4 separate regions of the Drosophila melanogaster genome follow, and regions 2, 3 and 4 are each linked to region 1. Evidence: chromatin contacts called from public Hi-C data. All regions are on one chromosome and are shown on one strand. Each heading gives the region's core, a stretch centred on a gene start, on an enhancer-like site or on the middle of the called end of the contact. The rest is flanking DNA. Distances are from core to core; before and after follow the strand shown. Region 1 holds the start of CaMKII (Calcium/calmodulin-dependent protein kinase II). Region 2 overlaps pan (pangolin). Region 3 holds the start of RpS3A (Ribosomal protein S3A). Region 4 holds the start of lncRNA:CR43956 (long non-coding RNA:CR43956).

Region 1 (5,621 bases), core at 1,150-3,649:
GAAAATGTATTATCCTATCTCAAACGTTGAATCTGATACCTTGTTGTTGCCTAGAGATGACATGACATTCGATAGACGAAAAATGTAATAAACTCGATTATTAAACATAGGGGTCAACTCCTTACCAAAGCTACACTTAACTGTTCCCCATGCACATCAAAATAGCAAAGGTATCTACATATGTAAAACCATAACTCCGCGGTTAGTGCAGTGTAAACGGGCCTTACATCGATATGCATATCAACCACTCAGTGGCGTTTTCAATATCAAATTAAACTATGGCCCTGAAAAAATACGAATCCATTGCAGAATTAAAACAAGAGAAAACGCTATAGTAAAGCTTTTCGACTATCAGATAATTGTTACTCAGCTAGTGGAAGTATGAACGAGAATATTAAACATTTTTCTGGCGTACCGATTAAAATTGGCAAAACAATTTCAACAATTTTTTGAAAAAAAATAAACGAAAACTTAAAAAGGGCATGGCACAATCTTAACTTTCTAGCTTTTATAGTTCCTGAGATCGTGGAGTTCATACAGATAGACGGACATGAAAATTCGACTCGGCTATTGATCCTGGTGAAGACTATATATAGTTTAAACGCTCGGAAACGCGTCGTTCTGCAAGTTACATACTTTTCAACGAAGCTAGTGTGATAGCCAGCTGATCAAGAGCAGCAACAATCATTACTATTAACCTATATTACGTATTGAGTAAAGGAATAAAAAATGGAAATTATTTTTTCGTTTTACTTTCCAGTTATTATAGTTTCAGCGGTAACAGCGTTGATACGGACGACAGGCATGGGATAAAGCATGCAAATTTGTTTTCTTGAGAACCAGACATTTAATCCGCCTAAAACTGTAACTCCAATTTTTTTGAAAAATAATTTGCTTCTTTCAGTCTTGAAATCTTTTATTTCGATTTTGCCCACACATTTACAAAGTGTTTTGTTTTTTTGTTTCATTATTTTTATTTATTCTTTTATTTTGCACATTTCTGTCGGGTTGTTAAATAGTCGATGAACTACTGTCACGTTCTCTCTTGTTTTATACCTCTCCGTGAGGTTTGTTTTTTGCCATATCCGGTAACAGCGGTACTGTTAGTTTTTAGTTTGTTGTACGTGTTTTTTTAAAACTAGACCCAATCACCATGAAAAAGAAGTGTTTCCCTGGAAAAGGTATATGTAGACCCTTAATTGCACCCTCGCAATTTTGAAATAACATACTTATAATATAATATTGTCAAGTCAAATGTTACGAAAAGTTTAAAATTTGTGATCAAAACTTTATTATCTTTGTTTTAAACCAGATATATTTAACTCTCATTGACATATTTCAATCAATTAAAAAAAGCGACAGGTGTTTTTGGTTAATTTCTTAAAAAAGAAAATCCTGATTATGAGAATGTATCTGGGAAGCAGTTATATATATACGTACATATATATGTAGGTATGTATCCTTTGCAGGTTACATGCGTTGAAGCTTTTTTTGATGAGCTTAATGGTAAAACGCCCCACCCCTTTTAGCAAGGATATTTCAGGGTCTTGGAAATTACTTGTTGCAAATTATACTTTTTCATTAAATCATATAAACACGCGCTATGTACGCGAATTAAATATACTATTTGGATGAGACCTTCAGAAATGTTTTACTAAACCCATTTTTCGGACTAGGAGGGACGATATATAGAATGTGAAACACTTTTTTAAAATTAAAAAAAAAGCATTTATCATAACTCGTAAGTATTTAGGTATGTTTTAAACTTTCTTGTAGATATCAAGAGTAATTTGTAAGATGTATGTATATTGTGCAATAACAATTACAAAATTTTTAAGTGTCATATATTTATATTTACTGCGTAACTGAACAAAGGCACAAAATGGGGTACATACTGATGTTGTATAAATGTCCTTTTAAGATATAAGTGAAGCGTGTGAATATATATATTAACTTTACAATATGCAATCGTTATACGCGCGAAAAAAGTATTTAATATTAGTTGGCATATACACAGTAAGAGACCATACATATATCAAATATATGTATATGTGTATACTCATGTATATATTAGAATCTGTGTTGACCCAGAATTGTATCAGGTATTATAGATACGTAAACTTATATAAATATACATATATATAAAAATACATAAGTGAGTACATATGTATGTATATTAAATCCAATTTGATACCTATACTTGATGTGTTCTTTTCAATTGCGAATAACAATATTTTAAACTTCAGGAGATCTGATAAATGTTTGTTCAAAATGCTTATAAGAGTATTTAAAAAGCTATATGTATATGTTTTTAACGAGCTGGGAGAACACGAAACACACAGCTAGATACCGAAATTTTTAGAACGTCTGTTTTCTTGAAAATCGAATTCAATACTGACTAACAAGATTTTGCGGCCGCGTTTGATTCGATGAACTGCTAGAGAGAAAAGCTTTTTCGTCTCATAATGTCGTTAAATCGAAAACTTTTGCCAACGACGGTTCGTTTCAGGAGCGTCTGCGCATTAATTTGTGCACATATCACTATACTGAACTACCTCCGCATTAAACATTATTGGGTTGATTGGAACTCTAAAGTAATATATTTCATATTATCTTTTTATTTTAGGCCGTGATTCCATAAAACTGCCCACATAAATGCTCCATAGTTAGACTAATAAGTACTCAAACCAACGTTTCACAACACTTTGTCATGCGCACCGTGACCTAAAATGTTACAAAAAGAAAAATAAATATTTAAATTTAAATTTAATTTTATTTAAAGTAAAATAAATGAAATCCTTAATTTGTAATCATTTCATTTCAGTCTGTTGGAGCTCTTCAATTTACAAATGAATTAGAATTTAAAACTGATATCTGAAACGCACAAGGTATGATTACATTAGCCGTTTTACCCCATTCGTCAATCTGTGTAAACCGCCTCGATCTCAAGAACTATAAATGCTAGGAAGTTGAAACTAAGCAAGTACATTTTAGAGACATAGACTCTTACTCTGACAAAGGAAAATTGACGAGTAAACTGTTTAAAAAAATTTGAGTTTTTCGTAACAACAAAAATAGTAAAGCCGCAATAAAAGAGATGACAGATGTATTTAAACTATTACAGGGCGATATCTTCCATTATGACCTCTTGATTTTCACAGACCCTAATTTCCCAATGCAATCTAAAACACTATAATCAAATATCGTAAAATATTTAAAATAAACCATATTTTCATTGTTATTATTCATAAATAGTTGCAGTACACATACAGTTTGTCAAAAAAGTGTTTAGACACTGTGAAAAAAGTTAAATTTTTGACTTTAAAGGTAAAAATTAAGAATTATTTGCTTAATTAAACGGAATTTTTTTATGAAATATAATTCAACAATATTTATTTTAACTATAAATAAAAAAATTAAAAATATAAAATATACAAGAAAATAAACAACAATTTCTTTACACATTTTGTTGTCCTACTTTGTTTTGTATGTTTTGTTGTATGTTCGTTTTTTTCTATTATACAATAACGGCAAGAGATACAGCATCTATCTATTTTATTTAGTCGAATTTGATTTATTGTTTTTGTAGTCTATCCAGTCGGAACTTCTGAACGTGTAATTTTTTTCCATAATATAGCCGCTTTGTAAAAGTATTCAATGGAAGGCTTTCTAGAGTGCTCTATTATAATGCATTTAGAATAACTCTATTTTAGATATGCTAAGGAAAATAAAAACCTTAAGTTTGCCGATTGCTCATATTTTTATTTTATATTTTTATATTTTTCGGGTGCAAGCCCGAACCCTGTATTGTCTACACAGTCTCCGCAGAATTGCCAGAATATTTTTCAGGTATATATTAATTTTACAATGTTCTTTTTTTTATATTGGGAATATATTTTGCATATATTTTGCATGCATTCCTCTTTTTTAACATACCTACATATGTACGGACATACATTGTTCTATTAGAACACTTATTAAATGAAACAAAATCAAAACCATATGTGTCCTTTCCTTACATTGCCTGGAGCTTTATTTTTGATCGCCATAGTAAGAAGAGCAAACAGAATTTCAAGAAACGGCAAAACATTTCAGGTGTTTAATTGCGCTTCTGTTCAGTTGCTCTTTAAGATCGTAAACGTGTTCTTAGAAATTTCGCGACGGCTTTCATGTTTTGCAAGTATTTTGCAAGTAGGTAGTATTCAATTATTATAAATCAACACGGCTACTTATACTAAAATGTATGGACTTGTAAATGAATAAAACAAAAAGGAAATATTTAATAACCCTTGGGAACACTTCCTCCTCCTTAGAAGAATTGATTCTGAAAAATATCCAGAAGCAATCCTGAGAAATGCTTAATGCTCTTCGGATGGCAATATAAATATTCTCGAATGTTTGTCTCGGAATACATCCAGGAGCTTTTCAGGGAATGCTTACAGAAGCCATTCAGGGAATGCCTACAGAAGCATTTCGGGGAATTACGAAGCGAGTCTTAAGCCCTGTAAAAAGGAATGGTAACTGTATTACTTGTGAAAGTAATTCCACTCGAAAAAAAATTATGAAAGAACGCGTTTCGGAATAATTCGAATACCGATTAGGTTATATCTTTTGTCATGCCGAAATCATAACTACATATGTTAACATCGATTTTTCTTTTATTAAAAAAGACACTTTACGTTAGTCTCTTTTAAAGGGCTGTGTAGCCTTTATTTGCTCCAAGTACCCCCTTTAATAAACCCACAACAATTGGCCCGGTATAAAATGAAAATTCACTTACACATGATAACATATATAAATATGGAAATATAGAAGTTGTAATCAAAATTATACCTTTAAAAGTCTATCACTTGCAAATTACATTTAAATGCGTTGAGAACAATATAATTTGCAATTTACGTTGAATAATTACGTTAAATAAAAGTTCAATCTAAGTAAAAATGTTACAGTTCTGTTTTCAACATATACATTAAAATAAAGTTTTCTAAAACTCTGGTGATGAAACTTTGAACCAATCGTACCTACAAAAATAAAATGCTAAGTAAAACTTAAATTTGTTTAGTAAGTTCTGTACAACGGAAAGCGTTAACCAAATCCACATTTGACTTTTATACAAAGAGAATTTTGATTTTCAGTCAGAAGCAACGTAGTTAAGTAGACGTTTGCGACCATATACACATGCATATTTGTTCAAGCCATAATGGCGTTTAATTTCTGAAGGCAGTGTCGAACATAAGTTTTCTCACGAAATCGTTACTTTCTTTTTCTAAGTGGGGTTTTCAATGCCATCCGCGATCAATATCGGGGTCAACACAATGTGCTCAAGTATATAAAAAGAGAAACATTTTGGTTATGTTACTAAGCATAAGCTCCCGTGGGTGCACTTCTTGCCATTGTCGACATCACATATCACGCACGCATCCCATCAGCAATCCGACGAGGACCCACAATATATCACCCTTCTCATTGCGAGTTTCCATTACGCATGCAAATATGGGATGGTATACAATTACTGTGTTTGGAAAACTGCACCTTTAATGTCAGACATCCTTCAGATACGAATGCTGAGACTGTTACAACGCCGATAACCTAGCTGGATTTTCTTAATTTGTAGAACTAAA
Region 2 (5,792 bases), core at 1,903-4,402, 940 kb before region 1:
GCTTATCTGGTCCGCAAATATTATTTTATAGAATATGTCCCAAGGGGTTTCACGCTACCCATTACTCGTAGAGGTTGATTCAATGAAAAGATTGTCTCCATCAATGATTAAGAGCTCTAGCCGAGTCTGTCCGTATTTCGCACTTAAAAAATGTTTGGATTTTTTTAACCGGTTCCAATGCATTTTTGGCGCTATTTTAGGATTTTAATGGCGATAGATGTAGGCGCCGCTCGATGGGATTTAACATGAGTCTAATGGTCGAGAAACTCGAATATAGTGCCTATAATAATTTGCAATTAATTGTTTCTTTGAAAGTGTTTTATTTTCAAACTTCTTAAAATGTAGTTGAAAAATTTGCTCATATATTATGAAACCTGTATTACTTTTATCTTTGGATAAACAGCTTGTAAATTTTTAAAATTTTATTTGATTCACAATTGTAATTAAATTATTTTATTATAAGCAAAAATTAAAAATTGGTATATAAATTCAAAGCTAAAATGTTTTGTATTGATAAACAAGATCATCCCTAGACGTAGGGAGTTACTTGTAGAGTAAAAGGGTAAACTACAATCGATAATAGGTATGTAACGTAGCAGTATGCGTTTCCAAACCAAAAAATATCAGGATCGATAGCAGGTAGACATGGCCATGTCCGTGCGTCGGTATGAACGTCGAGATCTCGGAAACTATTATAGCTAGAAAGCTTAGGTTAGATATGCGGGATTCTACTGACGTCTGCGTTGACACGCCCACTCAGACTCCGACTTGAACTAGCATGACCACACTTCTGTTTTATTATTTGTGTGGCCAATTTCTATCGTTTAATCCGCCAACATGTCGCTAAAACTGAGACGCCCGTATTTTATACTATTATTTGATTTTTTATTGTTTTAATACTAATATAAATTTGTATACATTTATTAATATAAATTTATATCGATTTGCGAAATAGCTTTTAATTTGGTTTAATTTTACCTATTTGCCATAAAAGATGTTTAAATTTCTTGTACGCACTTCAACTAGCTGAGTATCTTGAGGAACTCGACTATAGAATTCTCTCTTGCTTTTTAGTTTAATACATGAATATTATACACCAAAATCACAGTTTATAATAGATTTTATATTTTACGAATTTTGAAGTATTCTTAACAGATTTTGAGCTCACATATGCATGCAATTTATTTGATCAACGTTTCAATATACACTTCGCATGCTGTATTTTTTTTCTAGTAATAAAAGATGTTTATACTTAAATTGTGCAATTTTTAAAAAATCATAATCATACATAATACTTAATTTCGGCTTCACCCCCGAAACTCTAATCGTTGTAATAATTACTAAAAAAAATTTACTATGATTATAAGAAAACAAATAAATTTTAAAGAAATGAGAGTGTCATAAGAATAATTATGATTACGCAGTTTCATAAAGTAAAATAATATGCTTTAAAAAAAAATAATGTGAGTAGGTTATTTTGGAAAACATTCTGGTTGCATTAAAATTTAACTTTTACCATTTATCTCCAACCGTTTTTAAGATTCATAACTAAGCTCGGCATTTGTACGATCCCAATAAATAAGTTAATGAACCTATATTATGAAACCAAAAAATTTGTGAAATTAATAAAAATAATTGAACTTTAAATTTACATCAAGTTTAGAAATTCAACAAATACACTGCTGTGATAAATCTAATTAACGATTTATATAGGGCTCTAGTCACATAGATACATATTATATGATTATAAATCTATATGTATATATGTATATGTATTTAAACGTGTACATACAGTTATGCACACATTTACATATATATGTATCAATCGTAAACATATAAATTTATTAAGAATCTGCGTTACAACAGTTCGGTGGTCATGATAATTCAAGCAAACTAACAAATCATATGTAATCAGAAGAATGTAAAGGCCATTGCCAATTTAAAAGACTGTTTAACACAAATTTTATACGTTTAATTCCAAAATTTATCAGTACACAAAATTGCTATATAATGCTTTAGTCTTTATGTTTAGTGCAAATCGTTATCTAAAATGTAATGTTAGTATAAAAATAAATATCATAAGCTTATTATTTTTCGATATTTGCGGTTCCATCGTGCTTCCATTGTCTGTGTTTTTGTAAAATATTGCTTTTTATTCAAACGACATCGCAACTTCATTTGTTTGATTAACAAATTCCTTATTATTTCATTTCTATAATTTGTGTAAAAATCAATTAAGTAACACGAGTAATACACTATAATAAAAGTACCCCATCAAATCAATTAAGTGGATCAACAACGAATATGTAAATATATGTTGCATATACATGAAGTATTCTATATAAATTCTTTTTATAATGTTAAAAATGAGTTTGTTTGCTTTTTTTAAGCTATAATTAAATATAAAATTAAATTTCATTTTTAATACTGCAATATTGGTCGACTGATGGATTCTTAGCGTAAGATAAGGTTTAGATAGTAGAAAGGGTTAACAATCGTATACTAAACCTACGCAGATATACAAATTTCTAATATTAAGATGATAGTAATCACAAATATAAGTTTAATAAAATAGTATGTATACACATAGGTAATAAATAATGTACGAAATATAGAAATAATGCAAAGATATTGAATAACAATAAAAACAAAATTAAACTATTAACTTTTTATATACTGACGCACGGCAGAATTATTGATGCAATTCTTAAATTTTTATAAGACGTGCCTTGCAAATATAGGAAATGTTACGTCGGTATGTAAGTTCATACACCCGAGTGCCAATTGGATCGTCGCAAGTCGCGCAAATTGATCCCCCCTTTTACCAAGGTCATTAAAAGTTATGTCATCCTTTTTGCCCTACAGCACCCTGTAAAATGTTCTCATTCTATTGTATTTGTCTTCATATTGTATATTTATTGAATAATTGCTGGCTTGTGCCATGGGCATACATTAAAAGATATAAAGAAAATTCGGTGACTGTGTTCCGTCAAACTTACCTCAATCCCATCCTGGGCGATGAGATCTGGACCCTTGATCCTGGGCATTTCTACATATTAGGTTGTAATTATACATACATATACACCTTCTCCAATATAGTACAGATTAAAAACATTTACAGAAAAACAAGCACCATCAAGAAGGTATTGTATATATATAAGTAGGGCCGTATGTATGCTTGTATGCAGTATGCACTGCGGCACGCTCCAGCTGCGGGGCCGCTATCTTATTCTCCGATTTCTCGTTCTCCCACTTGTTTTGCATTTTGTTTTGGTTTTTATTTTATATTTGTTAACATTTAAAATGCATGATTTCACTCTTAAATTTGTCACGGATTACTATTGCTAGTAATTACTATTACTATTATTAATTTTAATGCCATTTCCGGTTTAGGTTTGTGTCGGTGCATTGCTTAATTTGATCTGCCGACTCCGTCTTTTGATGATGTTTTCACATTTTGCATTTACTGCGATGGACGATGGATCTTCTTTAACGCATTGTGATAGGAAGCCTCTGTACAGATCTCTTCTACGCATTCGCCAGTTTCAGGAGCACTAGAAAAACTAACACCATGGCGATCAAATTAAGAATGTTCTTTGCGCCTAAGGTCTCGTCCATGTGGTAAATCAATTCCACGGCGGTGTTGTCAAAGGCCTTGGACTGCTTGCTCTCCATATTGGAACTTCCTTTCTACTGGTTGAAAATGTTTTTTTTTTTTTTTTTTTTAAATAATCATTCTATTTATTTTGGATTCAAAAGGAATCGTTCAGTCAATTCCTCTAAAACTTAACCTATTGTGTGTATAAATGTATATGAGACCAAGTGGTTTCTTAATTATTAAGTAGAAAAGGAAAAAAAAAGAATTTTTCTAGTTATTAATTACTTAATGTGTAATATTTTATACTATCCTCCGGGTAGGGAGATCGGTGGGGTGTACCCTCTTCAGCCTTCGGAGGGAGATGGGATTAGCTAGGATGTTTGCTAGTTGATTCGGGTGGACCATAAGCCTGTCGGCATAACGGCTGCTGTGAAAATTGATCTGATTGAGAGGGATAACTTTCAGATCTCTTTCGATTACCTGGTTTGTCACTTACCAGGGGAGCCCAGATGCATGGCTTGCAGCTCTCGACTGGACCACACGGAGCCTATTGAGCTGGGATTTGGCGGCAGTTCCCCACACCTGGATGGCATAACTCCACGTTAGAGCAAGTATGGCTTTGATTAAAAGAGCCTTAGAGCTCATTTGTAGTTTACTGGAGTGGAAGAGCCAGTCGAGCTTTTTTAGTTTCGCCAGTGACTTGAATTTGACCGACGTGATGTGGGCCCTCCAGGTCAGTCTCCGATCTAGATGAACTCCTAGGTAGCAGTGCGATGTGACATTGTTGACGGGGTTTCCATCAAAAGTCAGATCTGTGCAAGTTCCGGGCCGCAGGGTAAAAGTTACACAGGCTGACTTCGAGGAGTTAATGGCCACATTCCATTTGGCAGTCCATTTTCGACTGCATGCAGCCATTCCTGGACTGCGTTGGAGGTTGAAAATGTAGGTCCTTCTTCAATGGACTTCCTTAGCGACTTCTTTTTTTATCGGACTAGAGGACTAGGATAATATTTTACTATTTCCCCTATTTTGGGAGTCAATGCCCGACTGATGAACTTTGCCAATTAGAATTAGAATTTCCATGTGAACAATTGTGCCCGTTGGAATACCTATTTGACGCTCGTTATTTGTCGAGCTGCATTTTCTTTGTTAATATCACTCTACACTCCTCCTCCCTCTGTTTCAGATCCTTTGCTGCTCGATGTGTGACGCACGATGTTGCGTACGTAAAATAAATTTAGATCTGTCAGGGGAATTCGATGTAGTAAATGTAGTGGTAACGGGTAGAAATATTCTGAAACATTCTTATGTTTTATTCCTTTTATTCCTTAGCTTGCCCTACCGTGGGACCTTTAAGCTTATTAAAATCTACCCCTTGCCGGCAGTTGCTTTAATTGAGAAAACTTTAAGGAAAACTTTTACGTAATGAAGTGGCAAATAATGAAAATTTAGTTCTATGAAGAAGAATGTCGTGTATTTGATGTAATTTTTTAAGTGAACCTTAAATGATGGAACAAAAAGGTTCACATCAGATGACTGCAAACATCAGTCATATTTCTGATGGTATATCTGACTATAAATTCAAGCCACTTTAATCCTCCTTAATTAAATGAAGTTCAAAGCTATAAATGATTCAACAATTTATTTAATTAGTACGATTTTAAACTCTAAATTATAACACTGTTAATATTGTTTTATTATAAATTGCAAAGTAATACATTGAATAATAGTTCTGATTGTCAAGAAAATGTTAAATTTTTAGAAAACTTAATAAATCGACTTTAGGTAAATTATTTAAGATATCGGCAACTATTTCATGATGAATACCGCTCGATTACTCATCGATTACTCAGGTAAATCGACATTTCTCTAAAACAAAATAATATTATTTTAATGATTTCATGTCGTTATACACTTTAATTACCTGGTTTTCAAGTATTATAATTTGTTCTTCTTTCTAACGTAATGGTCAAATGTTAAGTATTGCATTAGTATCAATTTACTCCTTTTAGTGACACCTGCGTTGCAGTACATATATTTTATCAATACTAAACTTACCATCTGCGTTTTTAAAAATATCTTGCTAAGGACCTGTAGACTTTGTAAATTACTGTTCATAATCGCCATCTTTTTCAATTCCGGCAGTCGGCAAAACTTTTTCCGGTTGATGAGTGCCAAACTCTGCATTTTTAAA
Region 3 (6,424 bases), core at 1,076-3,575, 990 kb before region 1:
TTATTTCGCAAAATTTTCAATTAAACAGCATAAAAAATTGTGCTGTCCTACCATTCAAATTATGGAAGATATTCAAAATTGCATTTGGGGGCGGTAATCTGATGATGCAATATACGTGTCCAATTTTTGTCGAAAGTTAAACAAAGCAGAATTAAAAAGATAACGGTTCTTCTCAGGACGTCTTTTGTAATCCGCAATGATAGAGGGAAAACAAAGCAGCATAAACGGAAACAATTATTTACCAACTAAATTTTCTATCAAAGCAGTTGAATCAACCAGTATAAGCTTTAGAGGCTCTTACAGATTAAGTCCAATTGCACATATTTTCATAGGCTAAAACAACATTTACCCGTTACTTAGCTAGTTAATTTTATAGTCAAATAAAATCGTGTATCATGCCTATGTGAATGTCATATTCAAAATAAAGTTACATATGTAAGTAAACCATATATTTTTAAATTTTTTTTGATTTTTCATTTCATTTGGATTAATCGGACAACCAAGCTTATTTTAAAATTTCCTTGTATATATCGTAGTCGTCTTCACGCCATCTCCAGTAGTATTGGAAATGGAATCCACCAAAGTGTTTGACATGCTTACATAGTTGGGGTATATATTGATTTTTATTCAATCGACATACCTGCGAAAAAGCAAAGTTTTATAAGTAAAATTCTTTTATTTAAAAATTATATTTAAACAAATGAATTTCAGCACTTTAGCTTTCATCATAAATGACAGAGACGAAAAATAACAACATCATATTAAATAATAAAAGTGCAATAATATATGCAACAATTTCCTTCTTATAAATCTTATAAAGTTCTTTAAAACAAATATGTTTGTAAAATACATCTAGTTACAGCTACGTCAAGATGACTTATATGTAGCCTGTAATATAAATATACTTTTGTAAAAAAGTTAAAGGGATTAATGTTTTAAAGAAAATATAAAAAAATTTGTTCAAATTTTCGAAAAAAAAAAGCTAAAAATGTTTTTTTTTTTAATAGGAAAGCAATCTAAATAATTTAAGTTTAAAGACAAAGAAATTATAAGAAATTGGCTTCTGTATTGCACGTTTTAATTCTCATTGGAATTTATAAATTAAATGCTTTACATACCTGTGAATTTCGGCTTCTTTGTATACACCTCGATCGTTACGAAACGTAGCCTATATAATATACAAGTAAGTGGAGGCTTAGCATAAAAATGTTAGATTTACATACCACATTCAGGATGGACGGCTGGAACAAACATATGCCTAAAAGACGAAAGACTTCCCAAAGGCCCACAAACTAATATAACAAGCCAAGAAAATAGTTTATGCAATTTGTAGAGAAATGTATTTTATGTTTGAATGCAATACATAAAAAAATATGCATTTCATATTTAATTTAAACAGCTTCCTGTACTGGGGGCTCATAACCTTCAGGGCGGTCGATTACGGCTCCCTCGGATGAAACAACGGCTTCCACGGATTTGCCACCGCCATCGCCATGCAATTCCAGAAGCTTTGAGACATCGAAGCGCGGTTTCTTCAATACCTTTACTTTACGAATGTAAACATCATGTAATGGATATATGCGCTGACAGCTTTTTTCGATATCTTTCGCAATCGAGTCCAAGGCCAGCTTGTTAACAAGCTGCTTTAGATCGGCACCACTAACTTCATTAGTAATAATGTCGGTCATGCGAGCACGAATCTTTCGGACTTGCGATTGCTGAGCATAACATGTTTTGCGCTGAGACTGCTGATCCTTGGCAGTAAATCCGATACAAAACACTCGCAAGAGGTACCCATCTACAGTCTTTGCTTCGACAATAGCTTCAATTAGTGTTTGCCACTTTTTAACCATCGACCTAAACAATATTGAAATGTTAGTAAGCATTTACATTTATACATGCAAGTGCACATTTACAAATATAAAGTCGAGACTTGTGCATTATAGACGTTTACTAACCTGTACTTGTCCGTAGTCAAGTCCATTCCGTGAAAGTTACAGAGCACATTACGGTCTTGAACATCTTCTGCAATAAGACGGAACTTGCGAAAAGAACGTTCTGGATCAATATCCTTTTGCAAGTCTGCTAAAGACACTTCGAAAACGCGACCCTTCAAATAATCCGATGCTATTCTTTGACCCTGGGTGCGGTTTACAAGTGTTTTACCGATTTGACGGGTTTGAAACATATTCGGAGCTTTGACATCGTACCAGTCCTTGCGAGAAAACGGGTCCACCACCTTCTTCTTACCGCCCTTCTTACCACCCTTGGAAAGACCTTTATTTTTGCCGACTGCCATGTTCAACTAATAAACCGGAAAAGGTCGAATCACGTTGACGACGTATGTGGAAAAAAGGAAACCAGTGTTGGTAAAGGCCACGAGTGTCATTTTATAATTTGAGACCTGTATGCAGTAATATGTCCGTGTTATATCGCTTTCTCATTGTGCTGCGTTCCGAAAATTTTTTGGAGCACTGTGTACACGATTACTTTTTAGTGAGCCAAAGGATATATCTACAACTTGTATTATGGGAAGTACAAACTACGAAATCCTTGTAAAATATACCTTAAAGGAACAGTTACGCTTGTAGTTTAATAAAATATAAACAGAAAACAGTAAAGAGTAAATGTCGTGACCAACAAATTTGTAACTGTAATACATAACAAAAAATAGAAGAGCATCAGCCGTTCTAAGCTGTTTTTTGCTCTAGCTATTATTTCTATATTATAGTTTTAGTTAATTTCTAATATGGGGTTTAATTATTATATTTGACGCCTAATCTTGATAAAAATTAAATTTCATTAAAACAATTCTATGTTTTGTTAGTTTTTTAATTGTTACCATTTCTGTCACTCGTAATAGAAGCGGAAACAATATGTATTTTGGTCACGTTTATTGACCATCGCCACAAATGCAGCCGGCGTTGGTTCACTTCTCACGACTAATTTTCATCATAGACGGTAAAAATATATAAGAAAAATATAAACGCAGTGAATAAATGTTTTGGGTAAATTCATATTTGCATTTTATTATTTTTAATCTTCCATTCCAATTTTTTTGTAAGCAAAGAACGTCTCATTATCCTGAAATTATTCGATACGAGCCAAGAATTATAAAAAAAAATCATTTTGTAAAATGTCTTAATTTTGTTTTATTTTACTATTTTTGACTTTTTTTTTTAGTATAAAGCAAAATAAATAAAAAAAAAAATAAATTTTAAAAATTAAGTGAACAAAATTAAGCATTTAAATGATTTTGTATAAAGCTAATATATCTATGCTGTTGCTCGAGACCGGCTAAGCCATAGGGTCTTTCCAAAATACGTAGAACTACAGCTTCATTACAGAAGTTATGGGCGTACGAAATTGATCTCTTTTTTTTATTATGCGTGTTCTCCAAACATCCAAATATTTTTAACAAACTGAATCTGCATGCCTAATTTGATTCCATTATATCTCGGCGTCGAGATCATCCCGCCTTGCGGTCAGTTTTTTTAATTGGGTCCAAGGCAAATTTTAAAAGTGTGCGTATCATATGATATCGTTTACCATTATCAATAACATCACAGTTAAATTGGAACAGGCCCAAGTGTTTTTAAATACATTTTTATAATTAAAATGAAGAAAGATTGATAAATGTTTTTAATTTTTGTATTGGGGCACACCATACAATATAACTTCATGAATTTTAGGAGGATGCTAGGCAACTGCTAGTTCAGAAACGGTCTCGCATTTCGATTTCGATTATTTTAAAAATGACGTGGATCGGTGAAATACGCTTGGCAATGCTGGTCAAATGGTCAAATGCTGGCCCGTTTAATGGGAAATACACCTATACATATCATGAGTTGCCACCTGGCAACTCCCACATCACGGGAGGTGCCTTCCGATTTTTGCACATTTTGAAACTTACCATCCTGATATTTGTACATATCGGGAGCTGCCATACGATTTATGCACATATGAAGAACTACCATCCTGAATTCTACATACACCGAGAGGTGAATTTTCGAAGTATCATTCTGAAATCTGCACGTATCAAGAGCAGCCATCTTGAGATGTAATTTGTACAATGTTAATCGACAACCAAACTTTAAAATTAGGATGGCAATGCCCGACAAGTTCAGTGATTAGCGAAATACGATATCTTTAAATTGTAGCGTATGGGTGAAAACTGCATGAGTTTATCATGTACATAATCCATTCTAAAAACTAAGCATGACCCCAAACCGCTATTAGGAGTTTAAATGAATATATCGACCTTTAGCTTAAGCGAACCAAAATAATAAAAAATCTTATTATTGTGTTTTAACATCTAACAAACATTGAAAAGTTAAAAATGAAAATTCTTGTTATAATTTTTTTTGATTATTTAATGCTAATCGAGCCATTCGATATAAGCAAAATATCGAGAATTGTCGCGGCAGAACATCGATGCACGCCTGCTTATCGACAGTTGCCATCGTCGTTATTCCAGCACTAATTTAAAAAAAATTCGATCAACGCAGACGTGGTACGGCGTTTTAAATCTGATAACATTTTGAACCGGGAATTATTTTAGAGTACCATTCTTTGTTTTGTGCCTGTTTCAGTATAAATTAATTATGCGCCTGATTTAAAGTACAAAATGTGTAAATATATCACCTTACCGTCGCGGGTGCACCCAATTGTGCTTTGATGAATAAATATACATATATGCAACATATATAACTTCCTGTGTTAGTATAAGTGTATGTCAGCCAAAAACAAATATATATATGAGTGTTTATCGGCATTCGTGTGCTGGCAGAGCAGCGATCAAAGCTGCGTTCGGTACTCGTTGACTGGCCCAAGAATGAATTCTCGTGCAAGTGTGTTGATAAAAAGTATACGTATGTATGTATGACATACAAAAATATTGTGTCTGATTAATTAATGCGTGTATGCCTTTAACTGTGAAACCTTTTTCAATTAGTATTTTTCTCACATGTAAGTGTGCTTAATAACAGAAAAGTTTGCTGCAAATTTGTGGCTTTGTGGATAGCTTTTCAGTAAACTAACGTATAAAGGATTCAAATTTTACTGCTCTAATCTCTCGGATTGTTTAATCAAATCATCACTGTAAGTGTCCCTGCTTAAGTTCAATATAATAACATCCACAGTCATCGGTCAAGTTATACAATAAAGTCAAACGTGCGCACTTTTTCGCTCTTCAGGGAACATTTTAATTTCAGATCCGATTTTCTGTTTTAATAACTTAAATATAAAGTTAACACCACATTGTCGTGTTCATATATGTAGATACTCATCAGATAGATATATGTATACGTGTAACTATGCATGTATATGTAAACACGGCATTGGATCCTCTGCTTCGAATGCAGAGAGCCGACAGTACTCACACACACCCTGATGTTTGTTTATTTATTTGCTGAAAATACAGTTTTCTGTATTCTGTTTTACGCATATATTTTTGTTTAGACTCTGTCGTTTTCGTCTCTACCTGTTGATACACCACAATCTTGTTTCTAAATAGAAACTCGTTGTGTCATTAGTCTTGAGCCGATGCGTATTCTGCTTTGTTTTTGCTATTGCCGCTGTCGGCGTCGACAAAGTTGTTACCTTAAACTAGTATGTAGTTAGCTATTTGCCTCAGCGCGTTCTGCCTACCTATCCGTTTAGTTCAAATCTCCGACGGCCCAGTCAGGTAATGAATAAATCGCCGTGCCTCCAAAGCCGAAATGTGACAAATCGCTATGTATGTATATTTTACATACGCTTTTCCATTTTGCTAATCATTTAGTTCCGAGAAAAGTGAGTAAGAATTTGTCCTTGCAGGTCGATACAACTTTTATTTTAAATAAAATGCAAGGGCAAGGTTATTTTTTTTTATTTATTTTTTTTTTGTGAAATGAAGATTTCTAGTAACTACAGCCCTTTTTTTGTGGAAAGGTGTGAAGATGGAGAACACACATAAAAAGCATTTTTAAACCGCATGCATTGTTGTGTAAATTGCAAGACCTTAAAGAAATTAACAAAATAATATTATGATAACACCTACATTTTTTATGTGTATAGTTATTAGTTACTTATTAAAATTGTTGCACTACGCTTTTAAAGACACGAAAATTCCTATTCTAATACAACTTTTTCATTTAAAATAATCCGTCATATCCGAGCAATATTTCATCAGAATAAAAGTGTTGTTAAGATTGGACTTTAGAAATTGAGTAAAAAAATGTATATTTTACTTAAACGACTTCTTCATTTTCGGAGAGGTTATAATATATACAAGTTCAAAAAATATAGACCTCACCTCATTAATTATTACTGTGCACGTAATAATATCCACAAATTAATACAATAATATAATATCCACAAATGTTAAAACGATGAACAAGATAGACCTCGCTATTACTGGCGTGACTACTTTAGAATAAAAAAT
Region 4 (6,330 bases), core at 1,836-4,335, 920 kb before region 1:
TTTTCCTACCATATCAAAATTCCATTTACGCAACCAGTGCTGCTGTTGCATTATTATAAAGGATTTTATTATACGCGCATGCTCCGGTAATCGAATTCTAAGAATTTTAGGATTTCGATTTGAAATCGCAAGGTCGGTGGTCCGGTTTTCGAATTTATAAAATTTTTTCGATTTGTAAAATGTGCACTTTGGCCGAAGTGCCTTTTTTATATCAAAGCAGATCTTATTTACTTAGGATAAAATAGTTTACTCATTGGACTATTGATGTTTATGCCACATCATCACAAGATCACTCTGCCCCTTAGTTATTTAAAAAAAATTGATTTCTGACCCCAACTCAGATTTTACAAGCAAAATTTTCGATTTGGCAAAGGGTTGATAATAAGGTCGCAAAAAGCTATCAGGAAGTTTGCCATACAGTTAGTAAAACGAAATAGGAGAGTAAAAAAAACTTATAAATTATAGAAGAATTCAATCATTAATTTAAGGGGGGCGATAGGGTTCTTTGTAAATTATGCGTTTTAATTTTATCACATAAATGGTTAAAGTGCAGTAAAGAAAATAATTGCGAAAATGGGAAATAAAACTGTGAAGAGGCGGACGCTTCCAGAAAATATGTGAAAAGAGCTTAGCCAGCTGTTCACTGTTTAATTAAGATTCCGATAGCAAACATTTCAATCATAAGATTTTGGCCAAATCGAAGTCCAAAAAATTATTACAAATACCTGAGCCTGCCTTAGAAATTCTCGGAAATGTTATTGTTATATTAAAAAACATTCTAAGGGAAATAAGTTAAAAGCAAGAGACAACGCTATAGTCGACTCTCCCGACTATCAGATACCCGTTGCTCAGCTAGTTCAAGTGATACTGACAATTTTCAAAATGATTTTTTATCGGAAGAAATTGGGGTAAAAAATTAATTTTAATGCTCTAAGGTGTTAACGGGATATATTTGGGCATCTTTTTGGTGTCAGAGTGGGCGTGGGTTGACATATTGTTTTTTAAATATCGATAGAAACTGCAAAAAAATTAAATCATTTCTCAAAATTGTGGGTATGGTAGTTTTGGACGGTATTAGGTCGTAAACTCTAAGCCGTTGCAAAAAATTGTTTGCAAAGCGATAGAAATTTACAAGACTAACAAAACTGTAAAACATTCGCAAACATTTTTAAAAAATTTGGGCGGGGCAGTTTTGGGCGGTTTTACGGCTCTAGAGTGTACGTAAAAAAAATTTTTTTCGTCATGTTAATAGAAATTTACAAGACAAAATATTAATATGAAAAAATATCCTAACATTTTGCAAAAGTGTGGGCGTGGCAAAAAGTTATAAGGCAAATCGATAGAAATTTAGAAGACAGAGAATAATTCGAAAACATTTTTCAAATGTATAGGCGTGGCAGTTTAGGGCGCTTTGTGGGCGTGGCAGTTTAGGGCGGTTTGTGGGCGTGCCAATATGGTGCAACAAACTTGCACTGCGTCTATGTCTAGAATCTGTATGCTTTATCTCAACCTTCTAGCTTTTATAGTTCCTGAGATCAAGACGTTCATATTATTCCATTTTATAAATCCATTTTTCTTGTATAGCACATTTCTGTAAGTCGTAAGGTCAAGAAGGACAATTTGGTGTCGTAGCCCATCCCACAGAGCACATTCGTAAAAATCTGATTCTGGTCTAGAACATCTGTTTTATTAAAATAAACATCGTAAATTGTGCAAACTGTCTACATTGAATCATTTATATTACCATTATAATTACAAACAATATTCTTATTAGAATATCTGTTTTCGTGTGTTTGCCCTATGCTTATATATGATATATATATATATATATATATATATATATACATATATATATATATGTGATATATTAAATTCTACCGAATATACGCGAGCTACACTATAATCTCTTCTTTAGTATAAAGCTTAGGATACATAATAATGAATTGCAGCTCGAGCGTTGAAGATGGCTTTGAATGACTTGGATCAATTGAGTCTATGCATAAATTTTAATCATTTCTCAGGAAAACAATAAATAAATGTAATTAAAATACTAAATTGACTATATACTATATACATATATGCTGATTAATATTCCTTCTCGTAGTGAATTCCTGAATTGTATTTCAGAAAAAGAAGAATTTTCAGTTGCATGTCTTATGTATCAACTGCTGAATTTTCAACAAAAAATAAAAGTTAAATGATTACAGATACAGCATTAGTTCAGTGTTATGACAATAGGTAAATAAAGTACATGTGTATATTTGTACCTATGTATGGGATTCAGATCACCGCAGCGGGAAATAAAATACACCATCGTCCCAAAACTCTTCGATCTTCTATGAAGCTACCTTGGCGTAAAAGAGAAATCGCCAGTGTAAATATCTATTTGAATATTTTTTTCTAAATGTATTTACTTTTGGGTGCGCTTAAACATTATTTGAAATCCATCAATAAAGGGATGTGGACAGGCAGTTTTATGGTGACACCAAAATAAGAATTGTAATTATTGTGAACGCATCACATTGCCTTAATATTTTGTTTTTTAAGGCGTACATATAAATCGTGAAGTTACTATACGTTTATGTAAATTTAACATACGTTTATTACATAGTATGGCTTTAAAATAATGTCTATATGCGTAAAGATATATATATTAGAATCTAGATACAATATATGTATATACACAGTCCTTCCATACACATGCATGTATCTATGACATGTTTGGACTGATAGATTTTATATTATGTCACGAAATATAAAAGTTTTGATGAAGTTTCTATGACAATGATGCCATTTTACTAAGTGAAGGTTTTTACATGAATTAATCTAAAATACATATTTTTTTTATCTAAGTGAAGTAACTTATAGTACAAGCGTCTCAGTTACCAAGTAAAGATTAGCTATCTATTCATATTTGTTCGGGTTATTTTTTTGACTGCACCGGTATTGCCAATGTCAGTGAAATGGGAAATGATTGGTTCGTTGTTCATGAAGTTGCTTCTTGTAACTTTGGATATTAGTTAAACAGACCACCGTAAATGAGACTAGTTTTTATTGTAGCATTCAATGTCGATGCATATTAAAATATCAGAGTCAATCTGGCCACGCAACGCCAATTTGTATTGGTTGGTTTTTTATTATAAATATATTCGTCAAATTTTTATAATTATAATGTATAAAATTATGTTTAATTAATTAAATTTCCTGTACATAAGAGTGTTATTAACAAATTTCTTCATGTATAGCTCACATTTTATGCGTTAGGTTTAATCTATTTACGAATTTTCAGAGTGTATTAAAATTTGTTTTGTCCATTTTGTATTATTTATTACCTATTTAACTACTTCTTTCCATTAATAAAATTTAAAATAATACCTGGATGAAAATCGCATTGCAGAACTGGTCATCTATGGAACAACATTGGAGTTGCTGGACCTACACATGTATGTATGTATATGAATGTAGCTATAATTAGGAAAACGTTATTAAAACTCACTGCAGAAATTCAGTTATTCTACCTCAATTTCTTTTCCAATTTGTATACTTGTTTAGAGATTAAGCCATGTCGTAGATGCCGCTCTAGTTTGTCTAGTTTATTGTTTTTGCCTTTGTCTATCCAATTTTTATAAATATATAAAAAATATTAAAAAATAATTTTTTTAAGTGCCTTTTCAATTTCTGTTGATGTGAGATTGAATTATTATTAGTAAAGATATTACGATTGGGAAATTAGCTTACAGTTGAATATTAAAAAACGTTATTAGATTCATTACATATTACAATTTGCATTCCATTTCAGAAATTTATCACTTGGTCAAACAACAAGGAAGAGCCTATTAAAGAAATTGAACTAATACCTGATTTTGCTTGGGTAGCTATTAATGTGCCACTGAACGGTGTTTTTATTAAAATGATTGAAATTGAGGTATATAACAAACAAAAAAAATAGTTATGTTCCCTACGTGGAATTCCACTTTTAATTTTAAATCGATACTTTTTTGCACAGACTACTAAAGTTCATCATTCTTAATTACCATTGCCAAGAAATTCGCACCTGTCATACTAAGAATTTAATCCGAGGGATTGTATCGTAATGAATTCATATCAAGGTGTTATAAAGAAGAAACTGGAAAAAAGTAAGATATTATACAGAAATGTGCTCAACGCGTGCTTTGGTGTATGTGTATTCACATTACCACTTAACAAGTTAAAGGGTGTCCTGCCCAGAGGAACCAGATTAAGCTTGAAGATTTTACAAAAGGAGTACATCAAGCAATTTTTTTTTGAGAAGCGTGTGGGAAGCGGAGGAGCTGTTTTAAATTTTATTACGTTTTTTGGATGATTAATAAAGAACTGGAGAAGAAGCAAACCAAAAAAATATCAGAGCCTAAATCCTGCAGGTCTACAAACGCAATTTTCACTTAAACGACGGCAGCTAAAATTATTGCACTTTAAATTATTAGCCAATAATCATGTGCCATTTAACTTAGATATCCAACCTCGTCCAACATTTTTGAGCCGGGTAGGCAGATCGAACTGCTCTTCAATGATGTTACAAATTTTGTTCGCTTGCTTTCTATGTTGTTTAAGAGAGACATTTTACAAAGATGGCAAATGTAGCTGACATTAAAATTTGCATAATTGCATAAGTGTTAGAAACAAGAATAAGAACCAAGAAGTATATTCAAAGTGTCGAAGAATTTATAATTGCCTTCACTTGTAATTTTAAATTGTTCAGAAATGTTCGCAAGTCAGAGCAAGGCTTGTGATTCTCCGAGTGAGACTGTGCACCTACAGTCTTTACCAAATCATATTGAAGATCTAAAATTTAGAAATTCTGATGTTGAAACGGATGATGATCTTCACTTCCCTGGAATTGCAGCTAAAAATAAAATCTTGAAGCTTAGCTGGTGGCATTCTCCTGTTGATATGCATTATGTAGCGACAGAATCAGTGCAACCAAAAAAAAGTGATAAAGTACCGAGCAATAAAATTAAAAAAGTTGAGAACAATAATACTTTAGTTAATGGTTGTAGTAAAACTTCAGCAAGATCTGTTCCATTACTCAAATATAATCGTCCAGACCAGGATGGGGACAGCGAAGAAAACATAACAAGCGTTCTTGAGCCAAACGTTGATGAAATCTATTCTAAAGACTCAGAACGGCTTGTGGATGGTAAGTTATATTTTTAGCTTGTTAATTACTGTTGACAATTTTTTTTTGTCTACTCGCGAGAATAACAAAAAAAGGATGCACCATCGATTTCCCTCTGAGTAGCAGTCTTCGTTGCTTTTGCTTTTGATTTTCTGAATATCGCATAGTCGTTAGACGCAGCGTCGTTAGACACATCCCTTAATGAGAATACGAGCGGCGATTGATTGTGATTTTTGAATTCCAAGTTATATAGATTTATTTTTAGCATTAATTTCTCATATTTCGTACTAATTTTGGCATTAAAAAATTAAATTTATTTTTAAGAAATAAATTTTCTTTTAACTTGTGAAATTCACAGACACGCATACATGAGCCAAATACTTATTGAATCGTGGTCCGGGTGATGAGAGCAAAGGAAAAGGAAAAATGTGAATAATTTCAAGGGATTTTTTATGAAAGTCTACACTATGACTTATAAACAACTATTTTTCAACGATACATTCAGAGCTACTATGTAAATCTCTTCGGCTCTAAAAAACAGCAAACGTGTGTTCCGCAAGAATATCTGCGGTTTCAGGTATTTTTAATAGCTTCAAAAACCAACAAGCGTCCGATGGTGCCGTATTGTTCGCGTCTAGTCACATTAATAATACCCGTTACTCGTAGATTAAAAGGCTACACTAGATTTGTTGAAAAGTTTGTAACATGTAGAAGGAAGCGTTTCCAACCATATAAAGTATATATTCTATATACATACATACATATGTATATTCATGTTTTTATTAATTTTCGCGTCGACTTTAGTCTGCCAGCTGAATGCTTGGCGAAAAGTTTTAAGTAGGTTTTTAAGGCAGTTAAAGGATGAATAATGATTTAAGACATGGCGTTTAAATTTGATTTGTTGGCTTCGAGTAAATTGCTTTTCTATATATCGAAAATTCTCAGATATGATTACTGACTGCATTTTAAATTACCTACTAATTAAAAGTTTAAATAGGTGACTAATGTATGTTCATATTTTTAAATAAATATGTATATGCATTTGTATGTATATGAAGCAACAAATCTGTTTTCAGCGTTGTTGTATTAATATATGCATACATACATGTATTGATCAGCACAAGCCAGCTGCACAAAAATTTGAATGAATATACATATGTACATATGTACGGTAC

The links. Hi-C and Micro-C count contacts between places; a contact is called where the count stands out from the background.
Region 2: a contact with region 1 is called in a Hi-C map of the Kc167 cell line, with 2.3 times the contacts expected there. The contact joins the enhancer-like site here to the promoter of CaMKII in region 1. A contact is called at or near these places in 7 of 107 Hi-C or Micro-C datasets (the Kc167 cell line, embryo, whole body and 1 more) and 1 of 6 datasets of contacts at active chromatin or transcription factors (the Kc167 cell line).
Region 3: a Hi-C map of the Kc167 cell line shows a contact between it and region 1, with 3 times the contacts expected there. The contact joins the promoter of RpS3A here to the promoter of CaMKII in region 1. A contact is called at or near these places in 1 of 107 Hi-C or Micro-C datasets (the Kc167 cell line) and 1 of 6 datasets of contacts at active chromatin or transcription factors (the Kc167 cell line).
Region 4: a Hi-C map of the Kc167 cell line shows a contact between it and region 1, with 3 times the contacts expected there. The contact joins the promoter of lncRNA:CR43956 here to the promoter of CaMKII in region 1. A contact is called at or near these places in 10 of 107 Hi-C or Micro-C datasets (the Kc167 cell line, embryo, embryonic mesoderm and 2 more) and 1 of 6 datasets of contacts at active chromatin or transcription factors (the Kc167 cell line).

The regions. Positions count from the first base shown.
Region 1 is chr4:1,051,304-1,056,924 of dm6, forward strand. CaMKII (Calcium/calmodulin-dependent protein kinase II) reads right to left here and starts at 2,400. Exons shown (of 15, transcript NM_166813.3): 1 at 2,195-2,400.
Region 2 is chr4:111,164-116,955 of dm6, forward strand. pan (pangolin) reads left to right here. Exons shown (of 12, transcript NM_001258477.2): 12 at 1-3,107. Ank (Ankyrin) reads right to left here. Exons shown (of 12, transcript NM_001169348.2): 10 at 5,523-5,792; 11 at 4,095-4,841; 12 at 3,911-4,039. The coding sequence ends at 5,706. Among named protein-coding and RNA genes, the nearest start is that of Ank, 16 kb to the right of the region's middle. Within about 2 kb of position 3,153, at least 22 of the 39 cell types and tissues checked have an H3K27ac peak or open chromatin away from gene starts, as enhancers often do. A contact at or near this core is called in the Kc167 cell line, where this site is marked.
Region 3 is chr4:64,882-71,305 of dm6, forward strand. It overlaps RpS3A (Ribosomal protein S3A), which reads right to left and starts at 2,326. Exons shown (of 4, transcript NM_001258475.2): 1 at 1,959-2,326; 2 at 1,224-1,857; 3 at 1,119-1,168; 4 at 344-640. The coding sequence starts at 2,299. The coding sequence ends at 1,392. It overlaps pan (pangolin), which reads left to right and starts at 4,772. Exons shown (of 12, transcript NM_001258477.2): 1 at 4,772-5,100. snoRNA:CD-24 (a small nucleolar RNA gene) reads right to left here and starts at 764; the gene lies at 696-764.
Region 4 is chr4:129,789-136,118 of dm6, forward strand. lncRNA:CR43956 (long non-coding RNA:CR43956) reads right to left here and starts at 3,086. Exons shown (of 1, transcript NR_073614.1): 1 at 2,886-3,086. anne (anne boleyn) reads left to right here and starts at 2,432. Exons shown (of 11, transcript NM_205865.2): 1 at 2,432-2,499; 2 at 3,398-3,443; 3 at 3,800-3,925; 4 at 4,883-5,176. The coding sequence starts at 4,930. It overlaps Ank (Ankyrin), which reads right to left and starts at 61. Exons shown (of 12, transcript NM_001169348.2): 1 at 10-61.